2 separate regions of the Arachis hypogaea genome follow, and region 1 is linked to region 2. The links are chromatin contacts, called in public Hi-C maps. All regions are on one chromosome and are shown on one strand. Each heading gives the region's core, a stretch centred on a gene start, on an enhancer-like site or on the middle of the called end of the contact. The rest is flanking DNA. Distances are from core to core; before and after follow the strand shown. Region 1 has its middle 41 kb from the start of LOC112774892. Region 2 has its middle 5.6 kb from the start of LOC112772536.

Evidence for each region. A called contact is a pair of places that touch in the nucleus more often than the background predicts.
Region 1: a contact with region 2 is called in a Hi-C map of leaf, with 4 times the contacts expected there. The contact joins two enhancer-like sites. A contact is called at or near these places in 2 of 8 Hi-C or Micro-C datasets (both in leaf).

What each region holds. Positions count from the first base shown.
Region 1 is chr18:37,020,952-37,024,450 of arahy.Tifrunner.gnm2.J5K5, reverse strand. No RefSeq gene overlaps it. Among protein-coding and RNA genes, the nearest start is that of LOC112774892, 41 kb to the right of the region's middle. Within about 2 kb of position 2,115, at least 3 of the 3 cell types and tissues checked have open chromatin away from gene starts, as enhancers often do.
Region 2 is chr18:36,649,105-36,652,469 of arahy.Tifrunner.gnm2.J5K5, reverse strand. No RefSeq gene overlaps it. Among protein-coding and RNA genes, the nearest start is that of LOC112772536, 5.6 kb to the right of the region's middle. Within about 2 kb of position 2,034, at least 1 of the 3 cell types and tissues checked has open chromatin away from gene starts, as enhancers often do.

The sequences.
Region 1 (3,499 bases), core at 866-3,365, 370 kb before region 2:
AATTTATTCTGAATTCTAAACCGTCAATCATTCGTTCTTCAAGGGGCTGTTGGACAGTAATAATATTAGAGATAGTTAGATGATTAACAAGATAGTTGAACTAGGTTGGTTCTTATGACATTTTTGGAGAGTCTATTAAAGTAAAGTGCCACCTTGGCACAAGTTAGTTAGGAAGACGGTTAACTTAACTGATTGAGATAGTTAGGAGTGTAGTTAACTAGAGTTAGTTGTAAGCTTATATATAGTTACAAATTGTACTGGTTAAAGTGAGATTAACCATTCTCGTTGAATCCATTTTCTACTTCTCTCAAGTTTATTTTGCAACTCCACACTACTCACACACAATCTGCTCTACCATTGCAGATTTTTTCAGTAAGAAAGTTCATTATTGAAAAAGAAAAGAACTTTAAAGCATGCAAAAATACAATCTCAGGGATATGGGCAAATCATATAGGCCTTGCAATATTAGAGGTAGATGGCAACAAAATTCTGTTCAGTTTTAAGGACAAAAACAGAAAAAGACAGATACTAAATGGAGGTCCATGGTATATATATAGGTAGCTTCTAAATCTATAGGGATATGTAAAAGAGAAGTCTATTTTTTAAGTCAGGCATGATTTCATTAAATTCTGGATCCAGATTCATGGTATTTTGGATTATATGGACAAAGAGATTGCTAAATGTATAGGAGATATGCTAGGAATTGTCATAGAAGTAGAAGATCCAAAAAGAAATAAGAAGTTGATATTTTTTTAGAATAAAGACTACCATTGAAGTTATTATTTCTCTCCTAACAGAATTTTGGATGGAGAGAGATAAATTATCAAAAATTTAGGTCTACTTTATATATGAGAGATTATGAGATTTGTATTGCCTCAATTGTAGAATTTTGGGGTATAATATGAAAGAATGCAAAAAATAATAATAAAAGAAAGCCATGGCAAGTTGAGATTCAAGCACACCTAGATATAAAAAGGCATCAGGAGTAAATCAAGTAAGAGCATTAGGACTAGAAGCAAAAAATAGAAAGAAAAGGATAAAAGAGGATGAATAAGACACATGGAAGCAATTAGCACATGAAGACTCGTGAAGAGAAAAAGACAATGAAAAGAAATAAAGTTTTACTTAGAGAAGAGTGAACAATATACAAAAAGTCGGAATAAGGACAAAAGAGGAGCAAGTTATGTAGACAAAAAATTTAGATAAGAAATACACAACTATAGGAATAGAAACAAGAGAATATCTCCGAAATTCAACAAGATTTAGAGAGAGACAAAAGGCCATTGAAGGATTAGATAGCTTTATTTTATTTATTTTGGACAGCGATTAAGTAACTTTATTCAGGAATAGAAAGGGTAAACAAAAGGGAAAAGAGTCATAAGGGAGAGCAAGGCCCATTACACAAATATGGAGGCCCAATTCGGTGATAAGGAGGAGACTCTGCATTATGACTTAGAGGCCCAACAAGCATGATCATATTATGCAATGAGGAAATGTACACAACTGAGCGAAGCAAAAGACATCCCAATACTAAAAGCCCAAACAAGGAAAAAAACAGGAGGCCTTGAAGATGTTGATGGGAACTGGGAAATAGTATCAGCCCAAACATAAACAGAGAAAAATAGATGGGAGAGCCGGAGAGGACTATAGAAGAATTGAAATTAACTTATATGCACCAGGGTAAAAAAATAAAGGAGCAACAAGAGAGGAATTAAGAGACCAGGGAGCAGATGATCAGGCATTGTATATCATGTGGAATTGGCAAACGATGAAGAGAAGGAAGCTGACGAAGCTAATGGGGATAGAAATTTTTATTATTATACTCATAAAAAATATAATTTTAAAACATATTTTAGGTTTTAGCTAAGTTTTTACATAAATTTATTTGTAGTAAAAGTCAAAGACGTACCTTTTTTTTCCCCTCTTTAAGTTCTTGGAAATATTCACGGGAGCAGACTTACTGCGAAGTGAGAGATGATAGGTAAGGATAAATAGAAATGTGGAAGGACCATGAAGTTGGTCTCTTAAAAGTTATGGGGACCTTGAAACCATAATCATTCTCATGCATTTGTCTATATATGTCACGTGCATATTATTATGTCAGATTCATGTGCATGAGTGATGAGTGCATCACATCCTATTCCTGTAAAAGGAATCACCATCATTGCTACCATATGTGTGGTAGGAAATGAATTTTCTTATCCTGGAAACTAGCTTGATTTTGTCGCGTGACTTTTTGTTTCTTGATTTTAAAATTGTTCACCCTCCTAAGATAATCAATAATAATATCGATACCAACTTGAAAAAATTCACGTTATTTTCATGGAGAGAATATTAATGTGATTGGCATGTTGCGCCTTTTTTTTTTTACCATCTATGTGGAACACTTAATTCTCATGTGACTTTTAATTCTCATCTAGTACTTCTTGTACATACTCGTGTGACTTTTGATTCTCCTCTAGTACTTCTTGTACATACGTAGTCGGTAGTTTTATTGTTGCGGTATATATTTTAAATTTTGGAAAATAGTAGAAATCATTATAAAATTATCTTATTTGTATTCACTAATAACGGTCTGTATAATTGGAAAATATTAAATATAATAAATATATAATTATAAATATTATATGTATAAAATTATAAATATTAAGTTAAATAGTATTAAAAATATAATTATTTATATTTTTTTATTATCTTAAATTTTTAAAAGAAATAATATTTTAATATATTATCATAATTTTTATAATTAAAAGGTTAAAGTTCGATTCTTATTAATGAACCCAAAAAAATAAAATTCAGTATAAGACCAATAAAAAAAAAATATGAGCAAAAAATTCAAACAAATTTTAAAAACAAATTATTTAAAAAAATATATTAAAAATATAATTATTTATATTTTTTTAATTAACTTAAATTTTTTATAAAATTAATATTATGATAAATAAAATGATTTTAAATTAATATCTCGTTGATATTACAGTATATTTTTTGAGTTGATGAAATGTCTTGTGATTTTCTTCGAAAATGACTTCTGACCGGTATTGATAACATTTATGGGTAATAAAATAAATTACAATTATACATGCTGGCTTTTGGGCTATGTCTGGAGTACGCTTTTAACGTTTTATGGTAGTGAGACACCAAGACATACATAAAAGTTGAATTGTTTTTGTGCTGATCTCTATGTATCACTGAGTTAAACTAGTGGATGAATGTTATAACATTAGAGCCAATTCTTCCATTACTCCAATACTAGAAGAGTTATCCGGCTATATATATAAACTAGTTCCTTTATAGAAGAAATGTGATTGTACTCTCATTTCACCATTTTTTTTGACGGACTCATTTTACCAATTTAATATACAATGAATATTCTGCTTTTTGACTTTCTCCCTATTTCTCTCTTTCAACCAAAACTCGATCATCACCTTATGTATAGAACATTCTAACAATGAAAGCTATATAAATATATATATAAAATAAAATAATTATAATCATA
Region 2 (3,365 bases), core at 785-3,284:
ACCACGTTCACGAGCTGCTATAACCTTTTCTCCTCATTATCTCGGAAAAAACCTACAAGGGTACCACCACTATGTTACTTAGGATTGAAAAACTCTAAAATCTACCCATGAAGTTCAAAAATTCACCATAGTTCTGGAAAATCCAGAAAGGCATTGGTAGAATGGGGACAAAATGAAATGTAAAAATCATTGGTATGGAGTTAGAAAAACCTAAGATAGTGGTACCCCTACTATGTTAACCTAATTAAATGTGGCAAACATAAAAACCAAAATCTCATAAAGAAATGCATGGAGCAATAACTAGAATCGTGAAAGAAATGCATGGGACAGCAAAGAAAAGCAAAATGCAAAACACAGAAGTAAGAAATGTACACTAACAAACTGGTTCAAAAAGAAGAAAAGAGGCAAAAAGAACCTTAGAACCTTACCAAATTTTACAAAGCGTTTCGCGTAAAAAAATAGTTACAAAAAGCTAGCCTTTCTTCTTTGAAATGGTAGCAAAAAGAAGGAAGGAAAAGAAGAACAAAAGGGAGAAGGCTCCTTGAAGAGAGGAAATGTTTTGGAAAGTAAAGTTAAAGTGAAGATTGTTAATTAGAAATTAATGTGACATTGATTGATAGAGAGAGAATTCATAAATAGCCTGACATTTCGTAAACTGAGAGAGGTTACAATTGCACAAAGACGGTTAAAGGAAACTATATAGTTTCTTCACAGTTTCCTTAGAATTTTGGAGCCTAAGAAATTAAGGACTCACTTAAATCCGACCTCATGAACTCGGATACTCTTGACAAAATCATAAAGTCAAGAGACTCGAATTGGGGTACTGTTCTAGACAAATCATGATATATGAAATAACAACTAAATATAGGGATGAGCACGGATCGGGTTGGTTTAGGTCTAAGAAAATTAGAACCGAACCAATTGAATTGTAATTTGTTTGGTTTGGTTTAGATTTACGTTTTTTGTGTGCACCGAACCAAACCAAACCGATTAAAAACGGATTGGTTCGTTTCGGATAATTGGGTACCCGATGAAACAGAAATTCATAAAAAAATAAAAAATAAAAAGTGAAATTTTTATCTTAAAAATTCTATAAGTACAATAAACATGTAACATTAATAGAAATAATCCAAATATGTTAAACACCAAATACATTAAAAATTAAACACATTAAAATCTAAACATATTAAACACTAAAGACATTGAAATTCAAACATATTAAAAGGCATATATATATTTTTTAAATTTTTATTTTTTATTTAATTAATATATGATCGGGTCTACATGTTGATTTGGGTTCCACATCCCAGAACCGTTACCGAACCAATTACTAGAGAGAATGATTAGTTTGGTTCATGTTGGACCCGATTACCCGTTAGTTCCAGAACCAATTTAATTGGTTCGGGTTCGTGCTCACCCTTAACTAAATGAGAATCTGACGTTATTATAACGTCAAGTACAACATAATAGCTACACTACCAAGTTATGAAACTGCCAAATCATGGCATTAAGAGCATGTTATAAAGGCAATAAATGCCCAAAGAAACAGTCATCTCGAGTTAAAGGGATAAAAAGAGAAGGAACTCGGCAGATAAACTCTGAATCATAAAACAACACCTAAACACATTGTTAACTTAAGTATTGAAGTGTCTTGCAGGTTGTTTCCCTCTTTTTGACCTGATTCTACTTTCACCAAAGTTAGGATCTCCGATCTACTCAACTCACCAACTCCGCAGCTCGTGATCTCTATATTTGGTACGACCAGTATTATTTTAAATTTTATTAGTTTTTAATATATAATTTTTATTTTATCAAGCCAAAATTTTTAAATATTCAATAAATATTTGTTTAATAATATTATATAAAGAATTTACAAATTATATTTTTCGTTTTATATTTAGAAAATTTGATATTTTTTCATTTTAATTTTTTGTGTGTAATTTGTAATAAACTTTTTAATAACACGTAAAACCTATTGGACAGCAAGGACCTTGACGTAAGAGTCTTTACGTCACGGGCGTGCAAAATGAATAATCATGTAATTAATAATGAGGAGTGCTAGTAGGGCTCAGTAATTTTTGTGATTTGTAGTCATTAAATAGTTATCAATGATATTTTTAATAGTGTAAAATTTTATGTAATAATATAAAATTACTCACTTTTCTTATACTAGTTACATATTGGACAAAATTTAATAAAATTACTGTCTCTAAACTTTTCCATTAATAATCATGCATGTTGTGGTTCAATGTAGCGGTGCCAGAACCAGAAAGCATCTTATCTCCGCATGAATTATTTGCCGAATGTCGTGGTCACAACCACGCAACGAGCCCACATGTCACATGTGAATGGATTTTATTTAATTTCTCCACGTTATTTTTTTATTTTTATTTTTTATATTAAAAGTGATCGATAAAAAATAAGAGAAGATAAAAACTTCTTTTATAACATAAAAAAGACGTACAAGAAAAACATATATAAAAAGTGGTATAAATATTTTTATTTCAACGTAAAAATAAGAAGAGTGGATACTTTAAATTAATCTTTAATAATCTTATATTGGAAAAAACTCTGATGAAAAAGGTTTAGTTAATAGATATATTATATTTTATAACATTAAACACATTAATTAATAAAGTAACTAAATATACTAGTTTTTTATCTTTTAAAATTTTAAACGATTTAATCTTTCAACTGTGTTATTTAATTTTTGTAAAAAAATTAAAAAATGATTTATTATTTTTCTAAACATGATAGAGACTAATTTATTATTTTTATTTCATCATGTCTCCAATATTGTACAAAATCAAAGACTAAATTGTTGAATGCTTTTTGTTTAAGACAAATATTTCCAATACAAAAATTGAGATCAATCTAGAGATTTATTATATTCCTGAAATAAGAATTTTTAGGCATCAGAAAAGAAAGACAAGCATATGCAGTAGTAGCTAGTATTATGTAACACTTTAGAAAAATAGAAATACGCACAAATAAAGATAATAGTTGCATCTCATATGGATCTTATTTTAATTTATAATATGAAAATGACTTAAATATGTTTATAACTATTATAAAATATATAACTTATTTTTAGTCTAATAAAATTTTTAAAATTGTGTATTTTTAATTAGCACATACATTATTGAAAATTATAACAAGTTATAATATAAAATAGAAAAACTTAAATTGTGAAAAATTACGACGATTCTAAATTATAATAAAATGATGATAGCGAATCACTACAAGAAATTCGTGAAATAACAACCAAAATTCGATCCAAAAAACCGTTCATTATATTCAACGTACGTGTTCCATTCAACATGCACTATTGTTGAATGCAAAAGCATCCCCCGTTATGCCATTAA